2 separate regions of the Zea mays genome follow, and region 1 is linked to region 2. The links are chromatin contacts, called in public Hi-C maps. All regions are on one chromosome and are shown on one strand. Each heading gives the region's core, a stretch centred on a gene start, on an enhancer-like site or on the middle of the called end of the contact. The rest is flanking DNA. Distances are from core to core; before and after follow the strand shown. Region 1 holds the start of LOC100193284. Region 2 holds the start of LOC107325937 (Dof zinc finger protein DOF1.6).

Evidence for each region. A called contact is a pair of places that touch in the nucleus more often than the background predicts.
Region 1: a Hi-C map of tassel shows a contact between it and region 2, with 2.0 times the contacts expected there. The contact joins the promoter of LOC100193284 here to the promoter of LOC107325937 in region 2. A contact is called at or near these places in 2 of 25 Hi-C or Micro-C datasets (leaf and tassel).

Annotation. Positions count from the first base shown.
Region 1 is chr3:6,464,990-6,469,632 of Zm-B73-REFERENCE-NAM-5.0, reverse strand. It overlaps LOC100193284, which reads right to left and starts at 1,750. Exons shown (of 11, transcript NM_001138427.1): 1 at 1,564-1,750; 2 at 957-1,056; 3 at 748-845; 4 at 528-616; 5 at 369-429; 6 at 196-282; 7 at 5-82. The coding sequence starts at 1,623.
Region 2 is chr3:6,254,852-6,259,782 of Zm-B73-REFERENCE-NAM-5.0, reverse strand. It overlaps LOC107325937 (Dof zinc finger protein DOF1.6), which reads left to right and starts at 1,613. Exons shown (of 1, transcript NM_001320908.1): 1 at 1,613-2,858. The coding sequence starts at 1,790. The coding sequence ends at 2,485.

The DNA.
Region 1 (4,643 bases), core at 501-3,000, 210 kb before region 2:
GTACCATGCTGAAGTACCGCTGAAGCAAACTTTCCTTGACTAACCCACGTGTCCCGTAGTAATAAAGCAAGTTTGATAATACCTGGTACATGAGATTCTGAGGTTAACACTCTAAAATACTGTACAATGAAATGAATAGTTGGCAGAAGGACATAAAGCATATGAAATAACTGAAGTAAAGTCGCTGGTTATAACCTTATTATACAGCCACTCGCTCCAGGAGGGGGCTTTGCATACAGGTGAAACCAACATGAGGCCAAGAACCCTCTCCCGATACTTAGTCTGTGATGGTGCGTGTACATAACATTCTTAGCAAGCACTCAACGGAAGAACGATCGAGAAGGTAGTCATCTCATGGTCACACTTACTGCAAAGAGGGTGAGAACATAGGCACCAGCAGTGACACCCAAGCACATGACAGACCCTAAACTGCAGGGAAGAAACCAAGGTTACAACATCAGGAGAGGGTACCTCTATACGAAACCAAAGCAGTAATACTGAATCCAGCAAATGTCTTGATATGCTACCTGAAAAAATCGAGGACATCAGCAACCTGATCTGCAAGGTCGTCGACAGATGGCACAGGCACATCAGCTGAAATCGGAGCTGCTCCCAACTGCAATACTTAACATACACAACCATGTAAGAACTAAGAACCTGACCTAACATGAAAAGAATGGTTAGTGGTTGGCTGCCTGAATTAATCAATGCAACAATGGAGAGAAAAAAAAAGACAGCATAAGTGACCTCGTGTCCTTGAGGTGTGATGTGGTACACGCAGAAACTGTGAAGCAACAGGGACGCAGCCTCCGGACAGAAGAACAATCCTTGGAAGCAAGACATGTCTAGCACACAGGAAGAATTTGCCCAATGTTAAGTTCCTGTGTCTTCTATGGCAGAGCTTGCTGCCTTTACCAAGAAAAAAATAAAATTCTAGAGGCAACAAAGGCACTCACGATTTAAGGCTACATCCGGATAAGTTACGAGCGCGGGCTTGTCCTCGTCTCCATACACAGAAACCGAAAGAGAGCCATGCCTCGTTCTTACTCTATGCTCCTGAGGAAACACAGGTCACATGCACATGTTTAGGGTGATCAGAACTCCGTACCATACACAGGAACAATACAACCAGACATGTTCCGATTTGCTGTATTGCTACATTTAATTCCTCATCAGTTGACCAGACAATTTACCCCCTTAATTTGCTAGTGATAATAACCAAACACCACAAAGGAGCACTGCCGCATAAACAGGGCAGCAGTTGCATTAGCTAAATTTAAAGCAATGACACAAAACAAGGGAAGGACAGAAAAAAAACGATTACTCGATAGCTAATCCTCTCGTCCCAATTTACAAGCATTGCCGCTAATAATAGATAACAGGGGGAAAAGAGACAGAAATTTCTAATGACAAATTCCCCTACGGCCCTACCGAACCTGCCGAGAAAGAGCAAGCACAAACCCCATGGGGATGAACCACTCAAACCCTCCCCGCGCGAATGCACCCAGCCTAAACGGAAACGGGAGAAAAACAAGATGTGGCGGAAGGAGGCCGCGCACGGACCTTGCCGCCGAAGAAGATCCGCTCGACGTCGACCGACACGGAGCCGCTGGAGTCCCCCATGGCGGTGGCCTTCCTTAACCCTCTACAAGCTCCTCCTCGCCCTCCTGCCTCCTGTCGCGTGCTCTCTCTCTCTCTCTCCCTCTCCTCCGCCGCTGGCCTGGCTTGTCTTGTCTTGTCTTTCGCTGGCTCCGCCCCTGAACTCCTCGCGTACATTGCGTGCGCGTGTATATATACGCGGAGGCGGAGCGGCACAGAAGCACACCCACCACCAGGCCCCTACTACCCCCCACCGACGGCGCGGCGGTCAGCTCACCTCCCACGATGACCCACCCAACGGCGTCAGTTTATTCCAGCTTAACACATGTGGAGCCCAGCATGCAAAAAAAAGATTAAATTTGCCCACATATAGAGAGAGCGCAGTGCACACGCTGGGAGGGAGGAGCGCACGTGGCCCTCTGCTGGGGGCGCGGCCAGCAGGGCGTGGCTGCGGGCGGCGGTGGGCTACAGAGCCTCAGCCTACTAGGGCGCAGCCGTCACCCGTCAGGGCACGGCCTGCTGAGGGCGGACCGGCGGAGGCGCGAAGGCCGGAGCGCTACCATCGTCCAACGGGGCGCAGGGCCAGGACTCCGCCGCCGGGGCCCGGGGTCGCGGGCCGGGAGGGCCGCCGCCGTTGGGTCATGGGGCTCCTGGGACGCAGTACTAGGACACGGGGCGCGAACTGCCGCGGCCGCCGGGGCGTTAGGGCGAACGTGGTCGTTGCAACTCGCTGCCTCAGGCCGGGGCGCAGCGGCGCAGGCACCGTCGCGCTGTCGCGCAGCTGCCGTCGGGGACGAACCGCCGTGCCCGTGCGGCTGATGCGCGGGCTCGCGTGCCCGTGGCTGCGAGCGTGGCAATTGCCGGTGCGTGATACCGCGGCTGCGGTGGCGCGGGCGTGCGGATGCTGCCGCCGGATGCCCCTGGCATGCGCGTTCTACGGAAGAAGATGAGGAAGGAACAATCCTCTCACGAGAAAAAAGGATGAAAAAAATAGAAGGAAACGAAATCAAAGAGCATTATGGTCATTATATTTGTTTGGCGTCTGTCTAACGTGATTACGTCAAGCTCTTTTGTCAAATGGAATCGTAAGAATATCTCAAATTTAATGAAAAAAACTGCTTGTGAAATTTTTAAAAACAGTTTGCGCCTCTTTGCTCGGCACCTTGGAAGACAGCCCACAACTCGGACGAGGTCGCTCGCTAGGGGCACCCCGCGTTTGCCCCTCGTAAAAGGCATTCACACTTTACAGTCACCAACTCGCCATGATAGCCGTGGGCCCGTGGGGTAGTCTTTTTTTTTGGGTGTGGAGGAAAGCAGTAAGCTTCCAAAAAAATGTGACGTCACATGAAATCTTAGATATAGTAGCCAGGAAGTGAGGATTCTAAAAAATGTGTTGTAAGGCATTGTTTGGTGGTGGAGTCTAGTTGAATGGAACGATTCTGTTTCAGTTTTTTAGAACGAAATAACTCTCTTTCATGTTTGATTCGTGTTTGAAAGATAGAATGGTTCTATTCCATGAGCAAAAAAGTTTGATAATTGTTGAGGAGAGGTAGGATTCAGCATATTAGAGGAATATTCTACTTTTGAATCTGCTCTATTTCAATATTCTCTAAACCAAACACTAGTAAAGGTAGAATAGAGCCACCACCTCGCTCGAACGGCCATCAGGTTTTTGATTGGCCGTATTTATGGGGAAAAAACTGTGTACTACCTTTAAACTCTTTTCATATTTTAGGGCATGTACAATGATGATTAATGCATAAGTTCTTGAGGTGTCTAAATGAGTATTTGCAAAAAAAAAATCGTGTAGTCATTCTGGTTCGTAACCCAAGTAGCAACATACGTCTCATCTCTCATTGTACGAATTCGTCGTTTGTTCTATCAATCCGATGTTGTATAAACACTTTTACTTATGTATTTATTAATAGACTACATGTATAAACACGCTTCATTATATAATAGAGTCTTTTTGTTGTCACTTATACTTGGAGAACCGTTTTGATGTCTCCACTATATATGCCCTTACCCAGTAACACATTTCAGGACATGTGGCCATTTATTATGAATAACAAAGAATATGTGTAGTGTGTGCTATTAGTTTCCAATTTGTTATTTTAAAAATAGTACTAGGTCATGATACTTGAACGATTTGTTATTTATCGTTAGCATAAGTTAACTATGACAACAAAGAAATGACAGGGTAGAAGGCAATATCAGGAGCCATGTCCCTTCATGATCCAAGTTTTTTTACTAAACCACACGAGATTAAAGATCATTTAGTGTATGTTATGTATTTTGTCAACCAGAACATGAAAACAAGCAGGAGATATGTGGTATTAGTGAAATAATCATCACGACCATGGTGACAGTTATGAATATCCTCTAAGGTTATGTATAACCTAGATACTACGTTACGATTCTTTAAGTACTAGATACACTAAAAATATGTTCATACAAGTCAATGTATTTAAGTCTTGTATCGTATTCACTAGAACTACCCAAGACACGACTCATTTATATGAGTTATACGGGTGAAACTGTATCTTAGACTTAGAGAACTATAATAAAGATGTTCTTTCACCAAGATATATCTTTTGTTTTTTCGACATACCCCTTAAAATACTCTTAAGATATAAGTCATTTATGTGGATCGTACATGCCCTAATATCGGTGCCGACAACATGCTTTTATTGTGATCGTTACCAAAAATGTGTGTTTACATTGCATTCCATACTTCGTCAGCAACATATTTCAGAAAATTTAGAGATTCTTTATAAACAATCATTTCAAGAATGATCTGGTTTAATTAAAAAAATAGTGTCATGTTGTCAAATTTGAAATAAAACCCCACAACGAAGCTCAAACCAGAGAAACAATATCCGCGTAGTCCACCTGTCCATAAAGAACGCAGTTCTCATATTTCGATGATAAATTAGCGAACAACTAAGGTGCCATTTGGTTTCCAAAATGTAACGTAAATGGTAACGGTAATGGTTTGCATTCGATTACCAACGGTAACAGGTTTGAATAGGCTGGAATCAATT
Region 2 (4,931 bases), core at 364-2,863:
AGGCAAATCGGCTGCCAAAGTTTAGTTTGGCCATATTGAATTTTTACCACAAACTAAACGTTTAAACTTGAGTCCAATTTTGGTTTAGCCTAAGTTTGACCAACTAGCTAGTTTTGGTCAGACATTTTTGTCCACAACCAAACGGACCCATGGAGCCGGGTACGAGGCCAGACGCCGGGTCGGCCCATTCCCATCTCAAGACCCGTGGCCGTGGATGGAGCGGCGACATGACGGGCGTGATGCGGACGGACCGGCAACCCATCCCTACCGGCTCTGAGGTGATCGGGCATCCGCTTATCTGCCACGACCACTCGACCAAGGAGCAGCAAAAGCAAGGACGGCAGCGCGTGTCGTTCGTCCACGCCGCTGCCTGTGCCTGACGAAGCAAATGGCCGGAGCCCCGACCCGATGCAACGAACGGTCTGGTCGACGACTGGACCTGCGCGGTAGGAGTAGGATGGGATAGGCTAGGGGAGCTGTCGTAGCTGCTGTAGCTCATGCAAGGCTAGGCAGGGTTCGCTCTCACAAAGTCACAACACTTGCGAGAGGAGATGGGCTGCCTGCCACTGATGATCAGGTAAGGTTCGCCGTCGTCGCTCCGTTCAAGAAAACAGGCACTTGGACTTGGTGTGGCATTGCACGCAACTCTCCCGGCCCATGACCATTCTGTTCTAGGATGTCCAGTCCAGTCGAGAAGAAATAGGCACAAGTTCTGCCGCAGAACAGGAACAGCAACTCCCCGTTGCGAAACAGATGTGTACTACTCCCTGCATATCAAGATCACATCGGCTGCGAACTTGAGCAGCCAAAGAACCCTAATCTTATTTTTGTCCTATTCTCATGTGAGCTAGGAGGAGCACGCATGCAAGATGCCTGCTGGCCGTTTGCTGAGTGACAGACAGAGAGAGAGAGGGAGAACCGGAGAAGGGACAGGGAATCAAACACAAACAAACAGCAGTCCGGTGGTCGTCCTCTCTGATCTGATGAAGCCTGGCCTGAACAGCTAGCGGCCAGGCCGTGCGTCGCCGTCCTGCTCCTGCAGTTGCAGGCCAGAGGCCCAGAGCCCCCACCCGCAGCAACCGCGAATCGCTCTGCAGATGCCACACCCACACCGCACTGCTCCTCTCTCTTTGACCGGCGAGGAGGTGGACGAGTATTCACAAGAGACAAGAAGACAACGAACGCATCGAAGCGGCGGAGCGGCCAGCGGAAATGCGCAACACCGCACCTCTCGCGCTACTGCACTGATCCACCACGCCACGCACTGGCTCTGGCTGCCACAGGGGCACAGTGCCAGTGGTGGCCACCGGCAGCAACGGCGAGGAGCAACCCCCGTGAGGAGACAAAGCTGCGGCCTTTGCCCCTGCCGCCGCCTTGTCCGTTTCCCCGGAATAGAAGTATCAAACCCCTGTTCAAACCCTCCCTCCCCTGCCAGACTGCCACCTGCCATGCCACCAGGGTCAGGGTGCGGGGTTGCCCCCTCCTCTGCCTCTCTTCCTGCGAGCGAGAGCCGACAGCCGAGAGCGTTCCTTCTCGGCCCCGCAAGACGGCAAGACCGCTACCTACTGCTACAGTGCTGCTCCATCACACACACACACACACCCGTCTCCGCCTCTTGTCTTCTTCCTCACCCTTCCTCCCGCCTCCCCTACAAATTGCCTCGCCTGTCCGTCCATCCCTGTCGCCAGCCCACTCCTTGCACAGTTGCACTTGCCACCGTATCGACCAACAACTGGTACGTACGAGCGACCTTGGCTAGCAACAACCGGGAGAGGAGAGGAGAGGAGGGATGGTTCGCTCTTCCGCTGCCACGGAGGTGGGCCAGGTGCCGGACGGGAGGCCGCTGCCGGCTCCCGTGGCCACCGGCGGCGGCGGCGGCGGTACCGGCACGGGAGGCGGGCGGGAGCCGGAGGGCCTGCCGTGCCCGCGCTGCGAGTCCGCCAACACCAAGTTCTGCTACTACAACAACTACAACCTGTCCCAGCCGCGCTACTTCTGCCGGGCCTGCCGCCGCTACTGGACGCGCGGGGGAGCGCTCCGCAACGTCCCCGTCGGCGGCGGCACGCGCAAGGCCACGCCCGCCGGCCGCCGCAAGCGCGCCGGCCCGGCGCCCGCAACCGCGGCGCCGCCTGCGCCTCCGCCTCCGAGCGCGCTCCACGGCTCGCTGCTGCGCCCGTACGGTGGGCTGTCCTTCGCCGCGCCGGCCCTGGCGTCGCCGCTCGCCGCCGTGGACCCGGACCGCCGGCTGCTGGACCTCGGCGGCAGCTTCACGTCGCTGATCGCGCCAGGGGCCGACGTCGGCGTCCACTTCTCCGCCGAGTTCCTCGTGGGCGGACTCGCGCCGGCGGCCCTGCCTCGCGCGACCGCCTCTGTCCCTGCTCTGCCGCCACCGCCACCGCAGCAGCATCAGCAGCCGACGACGGTGTCCCAGGCGTTGCCGGAAGGCCTGTTCTGGAGCATGGGGTGGCCGGACCTGTCCATCTAAGAGCTCCATGCCTCCGCCGGTGTCCCAGGCGCGCTCGGTGCATCGTCCGTCACCGGTGCCCGGCTAATGACTGCTGCGTGCGGGTGCATCATCGCTAATCTAGCTTTTTCTCTTTCTCTCTTTTAGCTGTTTGAATTAACAGTAGACTGTAGTGCTGCATCCAGGTGATCTTTTTGAGGGGGGCAAGTTGTTTAGTCATCATGAAACTTTTCCAGTCAGGAAGGAACTGTGAGAGAGTGATCTGATCTGCTGAGGATGTCATGAAAAACTCTGCATGCTCGGTTGCCTTGCCTGCATGAGGACCTGTGCTGCAGTGCGTGAGCAATTGAGCTTGACCAACCGATACCATCAGCAGATTGTTTTTTGGGGGGTCGAAAACGTTGAGCTGATTGGTGCTGTGCTGTTTTCTGTGATTTTCCTTTCGCGTGATCTTCTTCGGTGCCGTTTGTCTTTTCTTGTCTTGGTGTGTCGATGCTGGATTCGTTTTTATTCTAACCTAACAAGATCAAAATCTAGCTGATGATACTCGGTACGTGCATCCGGAACCTGCGCCGGTAAAGCCGTCTCCTTTTGTTGTGTTGCACCTGTTTGTTCAGAACATTCTGTTTTTTTGAACAGGAGGTATAACCTGATCCTGACACTTTGGGATTCACATATCGGGAGACTGGCTCGAATTTTGTTTTTCTAGAGTATCTTCATAGCTTACTTATGCTTGTCTATCGTTTCAAACGCCATTTTGTAATGAACTTAGTAATTAGAATTAGACGGGGCTGAGTTGGTTTAAATCCTAAATAAGTTATATTTAACATTTTTCCAATCTCATTCAATCCATATGATAGAAATAACCAAAAAAGACCTTAATATGTTGGATTCATGTGGGCTTGGCCCAAATTAATATTCAATAATATTTAATGCTAATGACCCATTTTAATGTTATGGTGTACTAATAATTTAGTACCATACTCGAAGTAAGAACAAATCAATCAACTTAAATACATGGACCATCGGTGATATTAAGAAGTTGAGAAAAGTACGAAGGACGGTGATATTAAGAAGTTGAGAAAAGTATGAAGGACATTAAGAAGGTGAGAAAAGTATGAAGGACTGTCGTGCCCCGCCGGTAGGGCTAGGCCGTGCCTGTGGTAGATCGGACCTTGGTCTGAATATTTCTTCGCAACAATTCCGCATTTTGACTGCAGTGATGACCGTCCGCTTCATGTCTTATGGCTAGTAACGGGCGGGCTGAAATGGCTGTCAGTTTCTAGCTCTTATGGCGACCGTTACTTTCCGTTCCCCTCCCTCTGCGCGTGTATAAATATAAAGGATGTTGACGCTCTTCTGGCGACGTGAACAACCTCTTAGACGCGTTGTATTCAGTCCATTCCCGTCCCACCATCTGCGAGCATAGAGCGAGTGGGTGAGCAGGCCTCTGAAATCGCCGTCCGCAGAGGTACACTTGCACGAGTGTGCGGACGATCAGATTTTTGGGGAGCGTACTCGCGATTGCTTGCTTTTTCTGCTTGACCAACGCTGATCTGGTTCATCGTCGACGTTGTTCAAGGAAATACACTACGTACATATGCCTGCATCGACTTTGTACGACTACATCGAACATATACATGTGATGTCTCGTAAATGGAGTCACTAATGCCTTGAAAATCGGTACTTCCGCAGGGTACACTCTGTTCTTTGCATTTGTGCATGTTTTATAGTTGTTTACTGTTTATGTGAGTAGTGATGCACACATGCACATACATGTCATCACATATAGGGATGAAAACAGATGGAAAAACCACTCTCTCGTTTCTGTATCCGTATTTTATCTTCGGAAACGAGATCGGGTACGGAATAGTCGGGAACGAAAACGGAGCGGGATAAACGGAATTGCAAAAACGAACGTAAACAAAAATACTAACGGAAACTCATAATTTAATACAAATAGGAATGGTATTGATGTTTGACTTGTGATTGATTGACAGGACAATAACATAAAACAAATAGATATAGAGAGACAACATTCTATTGTTGTTTGGTTGCTAATAGTGTACATTTAGTTACATCCGATGTTGTTTAAGACTTTAGACCACTTGTCATTGAAAAGAGCTGATGGTTACAATGGTCATTTATGTTGTAATTTGTCACCTAAAGACACGAGACTTTAGTTTATATACTAATGCATATTAGGCTCATCCTATATTTATCAAATACGGAATAAATACGGGTTCAATCCGGAAAAAAACGGGATCCCGCAAAAACGGACGGAATAAACCCTCTCCTGTTTCCGTCCCGTTTCCATTTTTTTCCATAAACACGGAAATGGTCAGGTCAAATATAGAAAACGATACGAGTCGGTACAGGATTTTACCTGTCCGTTTTCAACCCTAATCACATACATTACACTGGTTTTCTGGATTAAATTAAAACCGACAATGCCTAATTTTCTAAC